Linked DNA regions of Ovis aries: region 2 is linked to region 1. Evidence: chromatin contacts called from public Hi-C data. All regions are on one chromosome and are shown on one strand. Each heading gives the region's core, a stretch centred on a gene start, on an enhancer-like site or on the middle of the called end of the contact. The rest is flanking DNA. Distances are from core to core; before and after follow the strand shown.

What was found. A called contact is a pair of places that touch in the nucleus more often than the background predicts.
Region 2: a Hi-C map of retroperitoneal adipose tissue shows a contact between it and region 1, with 3 times the contacts expected there. The contact joins two enhancer-like sites. A contact is called at or near these places in 5 of 16 Hi-C or Micro-C datasets (liver, mesenteric adipose tissue, retroperitoneal adipose tissue and 1 more).

The regions. Positions count from the first base shown.
Region 1 is chr20:49,366,111-49,373,076 of ARS-UI_Ramb_v3.0, reverse strand. No RefSeq gene overlaps it. Among named protein-coding and RNA genes, the nearest start is that of PXDC1, 35 kb to the right of the region's middle. Within about 2 kb of position 2,441, at least 10 of the 54 cell types and tissues checked have an H3K27ac peak or open chromatin away from gene starts, as enhancers often do.
Region 2 is chr20:49,574,280-49,581,245 of ARS-UI_Ramb_v3.0, reverse strand. SLC22A23 (solute carrier family 22 member 23) reads right to left here. Exons shown (of 12, transcript XR_009597686.1): 11 at 2,412-4,005; 12 at 954-1,453. Among named protein-coding and RNA genes, the nearest start is that of PSMG4, 8.1 kb to the left of the region's middle. Within about 2 kb of position 2,400, at least 1 of the 54 cell types and tissues checked has an H3K27ac peak or open chromatin away from gene starts, as enhancers often do.

The sequences.
Region 1 (6,966 bases), core at 1,192-3,691:
GGCTGCAGGGAAGGAGGGAGGGCCCGGAGAACTCCTCCTTGGAGGAAGGAAGAGCCCCGCCGTCCTCCGGGGGCATCTCTCCCTCCTTCCATGCAGGCCACCCTGTCTGCGCCTGACTAGTTTGTAGGGCAGGTGACCTGGAGGGCGCCCACTCCCGTGAGAGATCTAAGAACGCTCGCCTGTCTCCAGTAACAGAACACGTGCGGATCTTGCAGAGGTCTAAAATGCATGTGATCTTTGGGGTCAAAAACAGTTCTGTGTATTATTTAGCCCACAGCCAGAGTGACGATAGAATGACGCAGAATTCAGAAGGGTGAGACTGGGCTCCCCTGGCAGCTCAGTAGTAAAGCGTCTGCTCGCCCATGCGGGAGATGCAGACTCTGTCCCTGGATCAGGAAGATACTCTGGAGAAGGAAACGGCAACCCACTGCAGGATTCCTGCCTAGAGAATCCCACAGACAGAGGAGCCTGGCGGGCTGCAGTCCAAGGGGTTGCAGAGTCGGACACGACTTGGTGACTAAACAACAATAACATGCCTTCTGTCAGAAACCTGAATGCTGAAGATGGATCCGCCTCCAGCTCCTCCTGGAGAAGCAGCCCAGAGGGTGGACCCGAGGTTGGACCCATGACCACAGTCCAGCTGGGCAGATGCCAACTTGTAAAATGCATACAGAGGTGCTACACTCCCATCTTAACCAAGGGACGCAGGCCATTAAGCGTTTAAGCAGCTCTCATACTCCTGTCTGTTCTTGAGGCGGTTATGGCATGATCGGTGTCTCATTCAGCATTTACCAAGGCGTTGAGCACACTGAGCTAAAGATGAGACTTCCAAGCCTGTGCTCGTGAAGGGCTGGCAGCAATTCACAGAGACAGACACAGAAACGTGTGGGCCCAGGGGGGCTTCCCGGCTGTCCAGTGGTTAAGAATCTGCCTTCCAATGCAGGGGACAAGGGTTTGATCCCTGGTCAGGGAACTAGATCCCACAGTCCACGGGGCAGTTGAGTCCAAGCACAGCAACTGCTGAGCGCACGCGCCGGAACTAGAGAGACGCCTTCAGGCAGCCGGGGAGGGCCCACGCACTGCAGCTGAGGCCCAGTGCAGGCAAAGAAGCAGACGACGTTAAAAACGAGAGCAAAGCACGAGTCTGCGGGCGAGCAGGGGACACAGCAAGTGTGACCTGCGGACTCTAGTGCGAGGGTCTCTGCTTGTCCCCGGGGGCTTTCTCCCGGGCCAAAGGGAGACCTCACAACAATAAATCCCCAAACCAAGTTCAAATCAGAGTGCCGCAGCCCAGCGGGTACTCTCAGCCTTCACACACACACACACACACACACACACACACACACAAAACGCACATCTGATACAGAGTCTCATTTACACACTGTTCCTTGCGTGGAGACGGCACGATTTTTGTGAGTTTTCGCGGCCAACTTCGGTTTCCGGCCATGAGTTTAATCCATTTTAATTCATTATTTTGTGCCTCCAGATTTCATGCATTTCCTAGTGACGATCACCCTGATCCCGACTTCTCCCCTCTGCCCCTGCCCTCCTCCTGCCCCTGGGAAGGGGCCGTTCCCAGCCACACAGATGTCTAAGCTTCACAGGTGAGGCCTCAGGGGCTTTGGACATCCCGCTTTGAGTCCTCTTCTGTCCTTCATGGTGAGTGTCAAGCTTCCTACCAAGTTACACTCTTCTTAAGGCCCCCTGGACCGCCACAGAGTTACACAGTCTACCCACCTCTCAGATCTTTTTCACCAAACCTGTGCCCCTCCAACGAGTCTGAGGCAAACCCCTTTCATCTGGACTCCGTGTGTTGATACAGACCTGAGATCACAAATAACCTCAATTATTCTTCGAGTCCCCTACCTGGACCTGGGCCCCTGAAGGGACTTTAGCCACCAATTCAGCGAGGAAGCACCCAATGGCCACCAATAGTCATCTGTCAGGGGCTGAAAACATGATGTGTTTTGCTTATTAGCAACTTGCCAATGGTTTTCCCTCTCGAACTTAAATCTACCTGGGTTTTAAGGAGTTCTTCAGTACTACGTACTGGGCTTTACAGATAAATGGAGTATGAAATGGCAGCCCACAGCAGTAATCTTGCCTGGAGCACTGCATGGACAGAGGAGTCTGGTGGGACATAGTCCACGAGGTTGTAGAGTCGGACACGACCGAGAGACAAACACGTACAGATGAACACACAGCGCTCAGGGAGGCTGACTGCCCAAGGGATGCACCTCACTAGGCCAGAGCTGGGCCTTGCATCCATGCCTCGTGGCCAGAGCCCCGGGCTGCCTGCACTGGGGGGCTGAGTGGCATCCAGGACCCCACCCTTCCGCCCGTGAGACAGCCCATCGCACAGGAGCAGTATCGGGGCCCAGAGAACAGCAAGCAGAGCTTTAAGCCCGAAGCCACAGAACAGGCCACAGGCTGGATGCCCTCCTGGCGGGATGCCTGGCTCAGAGCAAACACTCAGCAGATTTCTGTGTAACGAGGGCATGACTTAACGAGTGACTGGGGAACTTTGTCCAGAGAGCAGCGAGGAGGAGGTTGTTTGGGGACAAGAGGCATTCTTGGCGTGTGATCCCCGCCTCCCCCACTTAGACTTCTTGGTGGGGATAAAGAGACTGGACGTGACCCCTTCTCTGGGTGACAGTCACCATGGGTGTGAAACCAGAGACTTGGCCCAGATCACAGGCATTTCCCGGAAGGGTTCTCTCTGGGCCTGGACCCTGCCTGGGGACGGTGGGTTTGCTGTGGTGCTAAAGCCTCACGACTCTGACTTACTGCCTGCTTCCAAGGTCCTGGAAGGGCTCCGGCAGGGTGTTCACAAACTCACATCCTCCTGTGAAATTTGCCAAGCTCGGTATTTTCTGTTTATTTTTTTCAAACGTATAATATCCTTCTTAGATATTTAGGAGGATAAAAATACAGAGTCAACCTAAGAATCAAACATGCAGTGAAAATAAAGTGCTTAATGAAAGGGAAGTGCATCAATACAAGAGAGAAATGTGGAAAGAAAGGGAAGAAAATCGGTACACTTACCTTCTCCAAGGACGTCCCTGCAACTGCAGGCAGGAAGCCCGCCTCTTCCCACTCAGCCACCCCCCACGGCCCTCTTTCTGTGGATGGCACGCCAGGGCTTTGCTAGGATTCTCTGAGGGAAGCTAAGGTGGGGATACATTTAGTCTGGACTTGGTATCATATCTGAACAAGACTGGCAGCTCCTTCCAGGTATAGTTAAGATTCTGCCAGCCACCCAACTGCAGGTTAATGGCTTCCAGAAGGAAACATAGAGTATTCCACTTAGAGCGAGATTCTAAAAGATTGGAAATCATCTTTTAAAATACAAACCGTTACCTTGAAAAGCCTAGATGACCAAGTCAATGTTAGTAACGACCAATGTTCAGCGTTTGCTCAAGGCCTTGGTTCTCCAGCCCCGCCCCGCCCCGGGGAGCTCCCCCAAGTCACTGGCTCCAGCTCCCTGGAAGAAATGTGATTTTCTCTTCTGTTTCCTCCTTTTCTGCTCTCCTAACCCCCCACCTGGCCTTTTTCAAGGTGGCAGGACTTTCTTTTTATAGCTTATTTTCTTTAAAATGTGCCTCTAAGTTTATGGGCTTAAAAAACTTGAACACTATATTTTTATTTGACAACATAGAAATGTTTGAGTTTGATCATTGTGCTAAACCTTTCTTGTGCCTCAGCTGGTAAAGAATTTGCCAGCAATGCAGGAGACCTGGGTTTGATCCCTGGGTAGGGAAGATCCTCTGGAGAAGGGATAAGGCTACCCACTCCAGTATTCTGGCCTGGAGAATTCCATGGACTGTACAGGTGCAATCCATGGGGTTGCAAAGAGTCAGACACGACCAAGTGAATTTCACTTTCATTTGTGCTCAACGCTTCTGTTCTTGTTTGCAATAAAAGCACAGTGGATCTGAAGAGCAGGCTCAGCTTAGCCGAGCAGAGAGAGTGAAGGCCGGAGACCTTTGTCTGCCTGTGTAAAGGCCCTCCAGTCTGCTCTGGAAAGAGGACTGCATGGACCAGTCTGCACTGACCAGCAGGCCATCTCACAGCACGATGTCATCTGGCTCTGCTGCTCTGCTATTTTCATCAGCAGACATCAACATGTTTCTTGTATATTTATATTTTTTGATGTATTTCCATACTTGCCCTGGCTGTCAGCAGGGGATGCTGACGCCTGTGACCTGAGCCTTCATCAGCTCCCCCTGGAGGAACTGGCTCCCTCCCCGCGGTTTCTCCCCGCAACTTCGGAGGAGAGATGCTCAGCAGGCACCAGGGCTGGTCCCCAACTCCCCACGTGGGCCCCACGTCCCCTCCGTCTCCTGCTCCTCCCCTTCTTGCCTTTGATTATCACTTCTCAGGCTGCTGAGCATGAGAGAGACGAATCTCACCCCCTTCTGTATTTTGGGCCCTTTTCCCTGACTTAGAGCTCAGTCACACCCCGCCCTGCAGTGAAGTCCTGGGTCACAGGAATCTTCCACCGCTGCCCCCAGGCTTCCAAGGACTGTGTTGCAAAGGGGCTTCATGACGCTGGACCCTGGGGACTTGACAACTTCTGGCCTGCAGTCTGGCCCCCAAGTGCCTCTCTGGCCTCGTTCCCTGCCGCTCAAGCTCTGTGTAACCATCACGTGAGCAGCTCTGGGGCCGGGGCGTCGGGCTTGGAGGACACATCTAAACAGGAGCAACCAGACCCCTGTCTGCATGGAGCTGACGGTGCAGTGGGACAGACGGACGGTAAACACGGAACTGCGTAAATCATCGCTCGCAGTCATGGGAAGCACAACACAAACAGAGAACAACGGTGAAGACTGTACAGTCTGCTCCAGAGAAGCGCAGCACGAACAGTGGCCGGCGAAGTCTGTACACAGTCTGCCCCAGGTCCTGGCAGAGTTTCCAGCTCTTTGGAATTTCCTTTATCGAGGAGAGGGTTTCTGGTATGCTAATAAGGTGGCCGGGGGGTGGGGGGGTCCCCAGGGAGCTTGGGTCGGAAGACCCACAGCGGGACCGAGGGCTGCTCTGAGCGGCCCGCGCTCCTGGCCACCGTCCTCACCGGGATGCCAGGATCTCCAGGGAGGGATGGAGCCCAGTGCCTGCTGTCAGCAGGGACTGTCCTGCCAGGAACCGCAGGGCGGCCTGCAGACCCCCGGGGGTTCGACGAGCCCCACCCAACCTGGTTCTCCTGCTGCAGGGAGAGCTCTCCTCCAGGGTCGGAATATTTTTCTGAACTAAAACAAAACAAAGCATGAGAAACCGCAAACACACACAGAAACCCTCTGATGTCCAGGTGCTGAGTGTCCACGGGAGTGTCCGTGTCTGTCCCTGCGTGTTGGGAGCATGACCGGGGGCAGAAGTCCCGTATTTGGACATGCCTCCCCCCAGCTCTCCCAGGAGACCCTGGGCGTAAACACGCCCCTGTGGGGTGCAGATGGGGGGTGACTCGATGACCCCAGGCGGGCTAACCCATCCTTTAGAGGAGGTCTCTACTTTCACCCGCATAGTTCTGAAAACACACCCCCGAGTAGCTTCCCCTTTGTGGCTCCCCTGGACCCCCGAAGGGCCAAAGCCTCAGGTAGCCAGCCACTCAGATCAACAGAGAAGCCAGTTTGGAAGCACTCAGACAAGCTTAGGTAAAAAACTCAATTTGAATCACATACAATAATCCACAGATCCCCAGCAAAGGAAAATCTGTTCCTTTAAGGAGCTTTTGAGGTCAGGATGGACCTGGCACCCACTCCCACCTGCTGTCCTTGGCCTTGTGATAGATTCTTGCCAAGATTGGAGGGACGTGGTTGATACGCCTGCTACAAGCCAGTTTGTGGGCACAGCTACCTGACTGGGGCTGAGCTCAGACACTGGGATCTGGTGGCCTGGCACAGACTGGCAGGCAGTGGGTGGCAGGGGGCAGTGAGGACGGAGGTGAGAGGTAATCTGGAGACAGGGTTTCACGATGGCCTGATGGTGGAGGGGACAGAGGGCCAAGAACAGTCCCCACATTCCTGGCTGGAGATCGCTGGGAACGGGCAGGTTTGCAGGAGGAGAGGGGCGGCTATTCTGGACGCATTAAGCTGGAGAAGACACAGAATCAGAGGAGAATTTGTGGGTGACTGGGGGCCTGAACAGGCACACGGGCGGGGCGGGAGGCTCCAGACATCCCCGATGTGGTTCAGAAAAACCCCGCCACCTCATCAGCTGAAGGGTTCACATTCGTCTGGGGCCTGGGCCCCACGTATTTTCAATCTCACGCCCTCCAGGCTAGGACGAGGACTTGCACCAAAGATCTGTTTCACAACTACTACGAAGACATTTCACAACAAACGATGGAGAAAGCAAACTCACAAGACGTCCTGGCAGACCTACGGCCAATCTGAGGTCAAATACAATCTGGCCTTGGGAGCCAGGCCTGGGGGACAAGTCCAGCCGCTCCCGCCACTCCCAGATCTGTCAGGGGAGCGTCCGTGGGGTCACTGCTCTCCCCAGAAAGAGCCCTGAAGTCAGGGCAAGACACAGATGCCATCAGCGAGAGGGGTGGGGCGTGTCTCCTGCCCATTGCAGCTCAGTCCTCTTGTTTACTAGCAAACCCACACCGCACACGCCAATTCATCGTCCTGAATAATTGATCTAACGCGTTTGAATAATTCAGGCTCAGCTGGGACCCACGGTGGAGAAATCCTATAGTCCTTTGGCTTTCTCTCCCTGTGTGACAAAGCAGGGGAGACCAGGAACCACCCCCCAGGGAGCCAGCCGGTAGGTGAGCCCCCTCCACCCCTGCGTGAACCCCCTCCACCCCTGCGTGAAATCCCATTCCTGCGTGAACCCCCTCCACCCCTGTGTGAACCCCCTCCACCCCTGCGTGAACCCCTTCACCCCTGCGTGAGCCCTCTCCACCCCTGCGTGAACCCCTTAACCCCTGCGTGAACCCCTTCACCCCTGCTTGAAGCCCCCCAC
Region 2 (6,966 bases), core at 1,151-3,650, 210 kb before region 1:
GCCCCGGGCCCCTCCCGCCCACGTCCCCCTCTGCCCACATCTTAATCCTCAGCGTTTTTCCGTGGCTCACGGTGGCGTCAGTCTCTCTGGGACACGTGCTGCTCTCCGGAAGCTGGAGTTCCTGGGTTGGTGGTTCCTCACTTGGCTTCCAGTCACGTCCCTGGGGAGTTTTCACAGCTTCCTCCCCAGAGTCCGGCGGCCCCTGCTTTGTGGGCCTGGAGAGTGCCCCGCGTGCTGCCAGCACAGGACTCTGATGCTTGGGGTCCACGTGGGCCCCTTCTGTCCTGGGAGGTGGTGGTCTGGGACCCTGGAGCTCGTTTCACGTGGTGGCAGGTGTCGTGTCCGGCCAGTGCCCACAGCTGAGCTGGGACAGCTGGGATGAAAGGCCCTTCCAGGGACCGGGTCCCGGGCTAAGCCACTAACCTGCCAGCCCCGGCCAGTCACGGCTTGGAGGTACGGCGGGCATCTCTCTGGGCGGAGTAGGTAACAAAATCAGGGCTATGGAGAGGAGAGTTTGGTATAAATACTTTATTAAAGAAATATTGCTTTCTTGTTAAAAAAAAACACTACATTAAAGAGAGCTCTGGGTGCTGTCTTCCCTGACAGTCACAGTGTGAGAATCGTTCCCTCCTCGGGAGGCTCCAGGCCCTGGGTGAGGTCAGCAGGACGTCCACACGAGAGGGGCGAGCTCGGAAACCTGCCGCCCCCTCCTCGGGGGTCTGAGGGCGGCACTCAGCACGTGGTGGGCAGTCACCCCGCCCTGCCTCCGCCCGGCCAGGAGCCCCCCCACCGCCGTCCTGGGGCAGGGCCGGGGCTGGGGTCACACGGGCGCTGAGGCAGAGACACGGTGAGACCTGAAGCAACAGGGTTTATTCCTTGTAGCCAGTGGTCGTGAAATGCCCTGTAGGGGATCCCACCGGATGAGGTAGGGAAGACATTCCAGAGGAGGTGTGTTAATGGGGCAACGTCTTTATTTCTGTACATTTACACAGATCCCCCCCGGGGTACAACAGCCGTGACGGCATGCAGGCAGCATGGAAGGCTGGGTCAGGGCCGGGCGAAGCTTTGTGCTGCCAGCAGGCACTCCAGGGGGCCTGTCCACTCACGGGCTGCATGGGTCCCGCCCAGGAGCCTCCAGGTCGGGGCTGTGGGGCACAGAGGGCCCCCCAGCAAGGCCGGCGCGCTGTGTCCCCCCGGCCCGGGGCTGCGTCCTGGCCAGGGTCCCCTCAGTCTTGTGGCCCCTCGGCCCCCTTGTTTGGCTGTAGGAAGTGGTACCTGGGGCAGTACTTCCGCTGCAAGGCCTCATTCTTGCTCTTCTGTGGTCGAACCAGCTCACCAGCCCCTTCCCCCTAGTCGCAAGTGATTAGGCTCTTAGAAAATGAGACATTTAAACTCTTTTACCCTTTGTTTCGGGTGGTAATATGCGGGATATTGGATGAGTTGTTACTGGTTTCTGGAAAAGAACAGAAAGCAGAAGGGTCGCTTGTGTGCCTGACTTGTTGGAAGGGGGTCCTGGCTTCCTGGGGTCGGGATGGGGGTGTGCAGGTTGGCGCTGGAGGCGGCGCTGGGTGGCGCTGGTCTCCCGGGCAGCGGGCATTCAGGTGCCTGAGCAGCATCTCCCTGCTGAGTGCAGAGGACATGGGCGGGGGCCCACGCGTGACCAGAGCCTGGCCAAGCAGGCGGGCCCTGCTGCCTTGCCCACGCGGGTGGGGTCTCGGGGGCTTGGCCCACGGGAGGCTTTTCTGCTTTGTCCCTGCTTCTCAGCTGTTGCTCACAAAACCCGAGCCTGTGCTGCCACAGGCCTCTGCTGGGCAGTGCCGCCCTCACGCCTGCAGGAGCCCAGCTCAGCCAGCTTCTCCAGTCCAGCAGCCGGGCCTGACTGTGACGGGACAGTGCTGACCCCACAGGCCCAGCGTCTACCGCGGTCACCTAAGACGGACAGTCTGGGAGTGGTGTGCGGGGACACCCTGCGGCCTCACGCGTTCCCTAGAGGTCTACACCGCCAGCGGGAGGCCACGCAGGGCCTGGGGCTGCTGCCACAGGTGCAGGCACAGCTGGTGGGTGGGGCCCGGGGACCCCGCTTGCTGTCCCGGGACCTGCACTGTGGGCCTGTCCTGGACCGGGGGGGCCCTGTGCCCAGCATGCGAGAAGGGCTGAGGCACCTCCCAGTTTGCGCAGCAGACAGACAGGCCTGGAGGTGAAGGTGAGTGTGACCCGCCCATGGAAACAGAAGTGAAGTGACTGAGACACAGGAGGGGCTGGAACGCAGGCCTGCGAGTTTGCTTGCTTCCCCACAAAGTTCTCCTGAGCCCACGGCCCCTGCCGGGGTCAGCCAGCCTGTAGGGGCACAGTGAGGGGCAGGGGGGAGACAGGCCGGGGGGTCAGGCGGGGAGCGTGGGGCTTGTGCTCACCTCTTCCCTGGCCGTGGGGGCTGCACCACTGCGCGCTGAAACTTGACTTGCGGCTTCGCGCAGACCCGGGACCACACTCTGCCTGGAAGAACAGCCCACGGCAAAGCCGTGCCCCAGAGCTGGGGGCTGGGCCTTCCAGAGCAGCCCAGGCTGTCCCCAGACGGGTGCCAGAGCTGCGGCAAGACAGTGCCCGCCTGGCTGGCGAGGGTAGCTTCTTGGCCTCCCCTGCGCTGCTTCTGAAACAGCCGCAGACGGGAGCCGAGGGCCTAACCTGGACGGGCGGGAGGCCGAGGCGAGGAACGCGACGCGCGCCCTAGCACAGTGGGCCGGGGCCGGGGCCGGGGCGAGCTCCGGTGGGTTATTGCTTCTCTCGGTCGGCCTCGATGTCCTCCGAGGCTGCGGTCAGGCCCCGCCCGAGGCTCGCTCCTGGCCAGGGGAAGCAGAGGGCACGGCTGGTCCCCCGCAGGCTCCCCGGGGCCTCCAGGCTGGTGATTTCCGTGCGGTGTTAGTTCAGGAAGGAGCCGGTATTCAAGTCGTGCTGCAGAAACGCTGACTGCGAGGCGGCGCGGCGCGGGGGCCTCTCCTGCGGAGCTGCACCGGGAGGAGGGCCCAGCACTGACTCGGGAGGCGAGGCGCTGGCTGCTGGGGAGCGGAGCCGGCAGACCTACGCTGGAAGACCTTGGCGATGTCACCACTCATCATTTACGACTTCCGGTGAAATGGTGATGCTTTTCCCCTGGAAGAGCTTCCGGGTCAAGTATAAAAGGATGATCTCCAAGTAGAGACGAAGCTGGTTTTAATGAGATTGTGAGCTGCTTTTCCTTAACACAGAGCGGAAGTTCTTCCCTTACAGAAAAGACCTTTACAAACCATCACAGAGACTTTAGCAAAACCCTAACCATTCACATCTCAGTCTGAGGAAAGTGCAGCCGTGGGAATGCTCGGGGGCAGGGGCACCCCCCGGGAGCCGGGCTGCGCGGTCCCTGCGCGCGCGCGTCCTTCCCGAGGAGGGGGCTCCGTTTTGAGATCAGTGAAGGGAAGGGAATAAAGTGCTTCTTGTAAAAATGACCAAAATAAATACAAACATTTCATGGCAGAAAAGAAAGTCTCTGAAGGGTCGTCTGCTAGGTCTGCTCCCTCAGACGCGGGCGCTCCTCGAGAGTTTTGCAGTGTCTCCCACCCCCACCCTCGGGTCCCCAGCCTCCGCGGAGCGGGGTCTCCCACGGCCGCGCCCAGCTACATGGGCCGCCCGCCATTGGCCGTGGCGCCGTCAGGCAGCCCGTCGCCTGCGGCAGCCGCGTCGTGCAACCCCGAGTAGTCCTTGAGCTCGGCGTGGGTGGGCAGCAGCGGCTGCTCGCCGCGCCGGGGCGGCAGGAGAGGCTGGCGCGTGTAGTGCTCGCCGTCGGGGATGCTCTCGGGCAGACTCTGGCCCCGGCTCTCGGGCAGCAGCAGGAGGCAGATGATACAGATGAGCGTGCAGCAGGCGAAGATGACGTGGTGCAGGAAGTAGCCCTTCTGGTTGTGCAGCTCGATGATGGGCGCCGTCAGCATGCCGAAGCCCGCGCTGGCCAGCACCAGCCCCAGCCCGCCGCACCTGCGGGGCGCACGGGTCAGCGGGGCGGGCCGGGCTCCACCCCCGCCCTGTCCTGTCCCGCGTCCCCCTCCCCCCAACCCCCGTCAGCCCAGGCTGCCTCTTCGTTCACTTTCAACGGTGACTATAATAAACACCAGCGTAAGGGGGAAAACCAGCCTCACTTGCTGTACATGATACAGGGTGTCTGGAAACCAAGTGTTACTAGCTTACGCTGTTGTCCCGAGGCTTGCTCTTGGCTTAGAAGAGAGGAGGGTGGCCACAGATTAATGAAGGCATTAAAAGCACATCAAGATGAAAGCTGCCAAGACAGCGGAGCATAGGGACCCCGCGCTCACCTCCTCTCACGGGCCCACCAGAATCACAGTGGTCTGCGGAACAGCCGCTGATGAAAAGGACCAGAAACTGCCAAACAGACCCACAGCTAAAGACGTGAAGAAGGAGCCACGACAAGATGGGCAGGAGGACCAGACGCACAACACAAAGCCTCATGACCCCCACTGGCCCGCTGACCCACACGCTGGGACTAGATTCCAGAGATCTCCTGCAGAAGTGAGTTCTGAGCCCCAAGTCGGGCTACCCAGGCTGGGGGTCCTGCACCAAGAAGAAATACACCTCAACACAATAAAGGCCATATATGACAAACCCAGGCTGCCCGGTGGCGCACTGGTGAAGACTGCCTGCTGGTGCAGGAGACGCAGGTCTGATTTGCCTCCAGGTAAGATCCCCTGGAGGAGAAGATGGCAACCCACTCCAGTACTCTTGCCTGGGAAATCCCATGGACAGAGGAGCCTGGGGGACTACAGTCCATGGGGTCACAAAGAGTTGGACACGACTTAGTGACTGAGCAGGAGCATGATCACAGGCCCACAGCTAACATACTCGATGGTGAAAAGCTAAAATCGTTTCCTCTGCGATCAGGAATGTGAACAAGGTGCGCACTCTCGCCGTGTTTACACAGTGTAGTTTTGAGTGAAAGTCCTAGCCACAGCAATCAGAGGAGAATCCAAACTGGAAAGAAGTACAACTGTCACTGTTTGCAGATGACATGAAGCTGTACATAGAAAATCCTAAAGATGCCACCAGAAAACTGCAGGAGCTCATCCGTGAATTCGGTTAAACAGCAAGATAAAAAATTAATAGACCAGTCTGTTGCATTTCTGTACAGGAACAAGAGACTCTCAGTGAGAGAAATTAAGGAAGCAATCTCAGTTGCCATCACATCAAAGGGAGTAAAATACTTAGGAATCCACCTACCTAAGGAGGCAAAAGACTTGTGCTCTGAAAGCTATGATGCCAGTGAAAGAAACAGAAGATGATAGAAACAAATGGAAATATACACTGTTTTTGGATTGGCAGAATTAATGTTCTTAAAATCACCACCACACAAGGCAATCTACAGATTCAGTGCAGTCCTTATCAGAATACCCATGACATCTTCCACAAAACTACAACAAATATTTCAGAACCTACAGAAACACAGAAGACCTCTAATAGCCAAACAACTCTGAGAAAGAAGAGCAGAGCTGGAGGAAGCAAGCTCCCTGACTCCAGACTACACTACAAAGCTGCCGTAGCCAGAGCAGCATGGTGCTGGCCCAGAGGCAGAACAGAAAGCCCAGAAATAAACCCACAGCCTCGTGGCCAGTTGGCCTGTGACAGAGGAGGCAAGAATGTGCAGTGGGGAAGAGACGGTCAAAGATTCTCTTTTGGAACATCCACAGCAGACACGGTGCTTTGTGAACAGCAGGACGCTGCGGATCGGATCACCCTGATCCTCAGCAGGAGGCCGCTGGCCGGGTGAACGCAGCAGAGTGGCCTGATGACCCTGGGAGAGTGTTGCAGCTGAGCCCCTGAAGATGAATGAGCAAGAGCCTGAAACAACCGTTTGGTCCTCACGAGTCTGGTCACACCAGGGAGCAGCAGGGCGCTGCGGGGCCGTGTGCGGTGCTGGGGATAAAGTGCGTGTTTTTCGGGCTTTTGATACCAGTGAGCCGTCATTTTCTCCACCTGGGTGACCTTCCTGTGTCTGAGTCTGGGTGGTGCTGAGGGAGGTGGGCACACAGCCCCCAAGGGAGTCCTGTCCTGGTGAAGGAGCTGGGCTCCCCTCAGAGTCCAGGAGAACTTGTCATGGTAAGGTGCTAGCTTAGCGTGCGCGCATGCCGAGTCGCTTCAGTCGTGTCTGACTCTTTGCGGCCCCATGGACCTGTAGCCCACCAGGCTCCTCTCTGCATGGGATTCTCCAGGCCAGAATACTGGAGTGGGTAGCCTTTCCCTTCTCCACGGGATCTTCCCAAACCAGGGACTCAGCCCAGGTCTCCCACATTGCAGGTGGATTCTTTATCCCTTGAGCTGCCACTGGCAGGCGGGTTCTTTACTGCTGGCGCCACCTGGGAGGTCTATCAAATGAAATGTATTTGATTTGCAGTAGAACTTTGGACTGGATTTTAAAAAGTGCCTCTGTGTCTACAAACGTATACATATAAAATGCAATACACGTGTGCCTGCGTCTTTACATATTGTTCCCACAAAAGCCATTTTCTGTTGATTTCCTATCAAGGATCCCTTGAAATTAGGAAGATTGGGAACAGCTGTGGCAGAATCTGGTATTCCATTTTTGGCTCTCGTGTTTCAGAAGTCTCAGTTCAGAGAATGGGATGATTACCGTGGCTGGTTCTGAGGCTCTACCCCGTCCCGCAAGTGTTTCTGCTTTTCTCCAGCTTGTCACGAGAGGGCAGCACCTGCCCATGTTTAAGCAGTAGATTTACAGAGAAACGAGGACCCGGGCTCACTGTGCACTGGATATCTGGTTTACTAGTGATGTGATGGTGATCCGTCAGTCGCTCAGTCGTGTCTGACTCTGCGACCCCAAGGACTGTAGCCCGCCAGGCTCCTCTGTCCGTGGACGTCTCCAGGCAAGAATACTGGAGTGGGTAGCCTTTCCCTTCTCCAGGGGAATCTTCC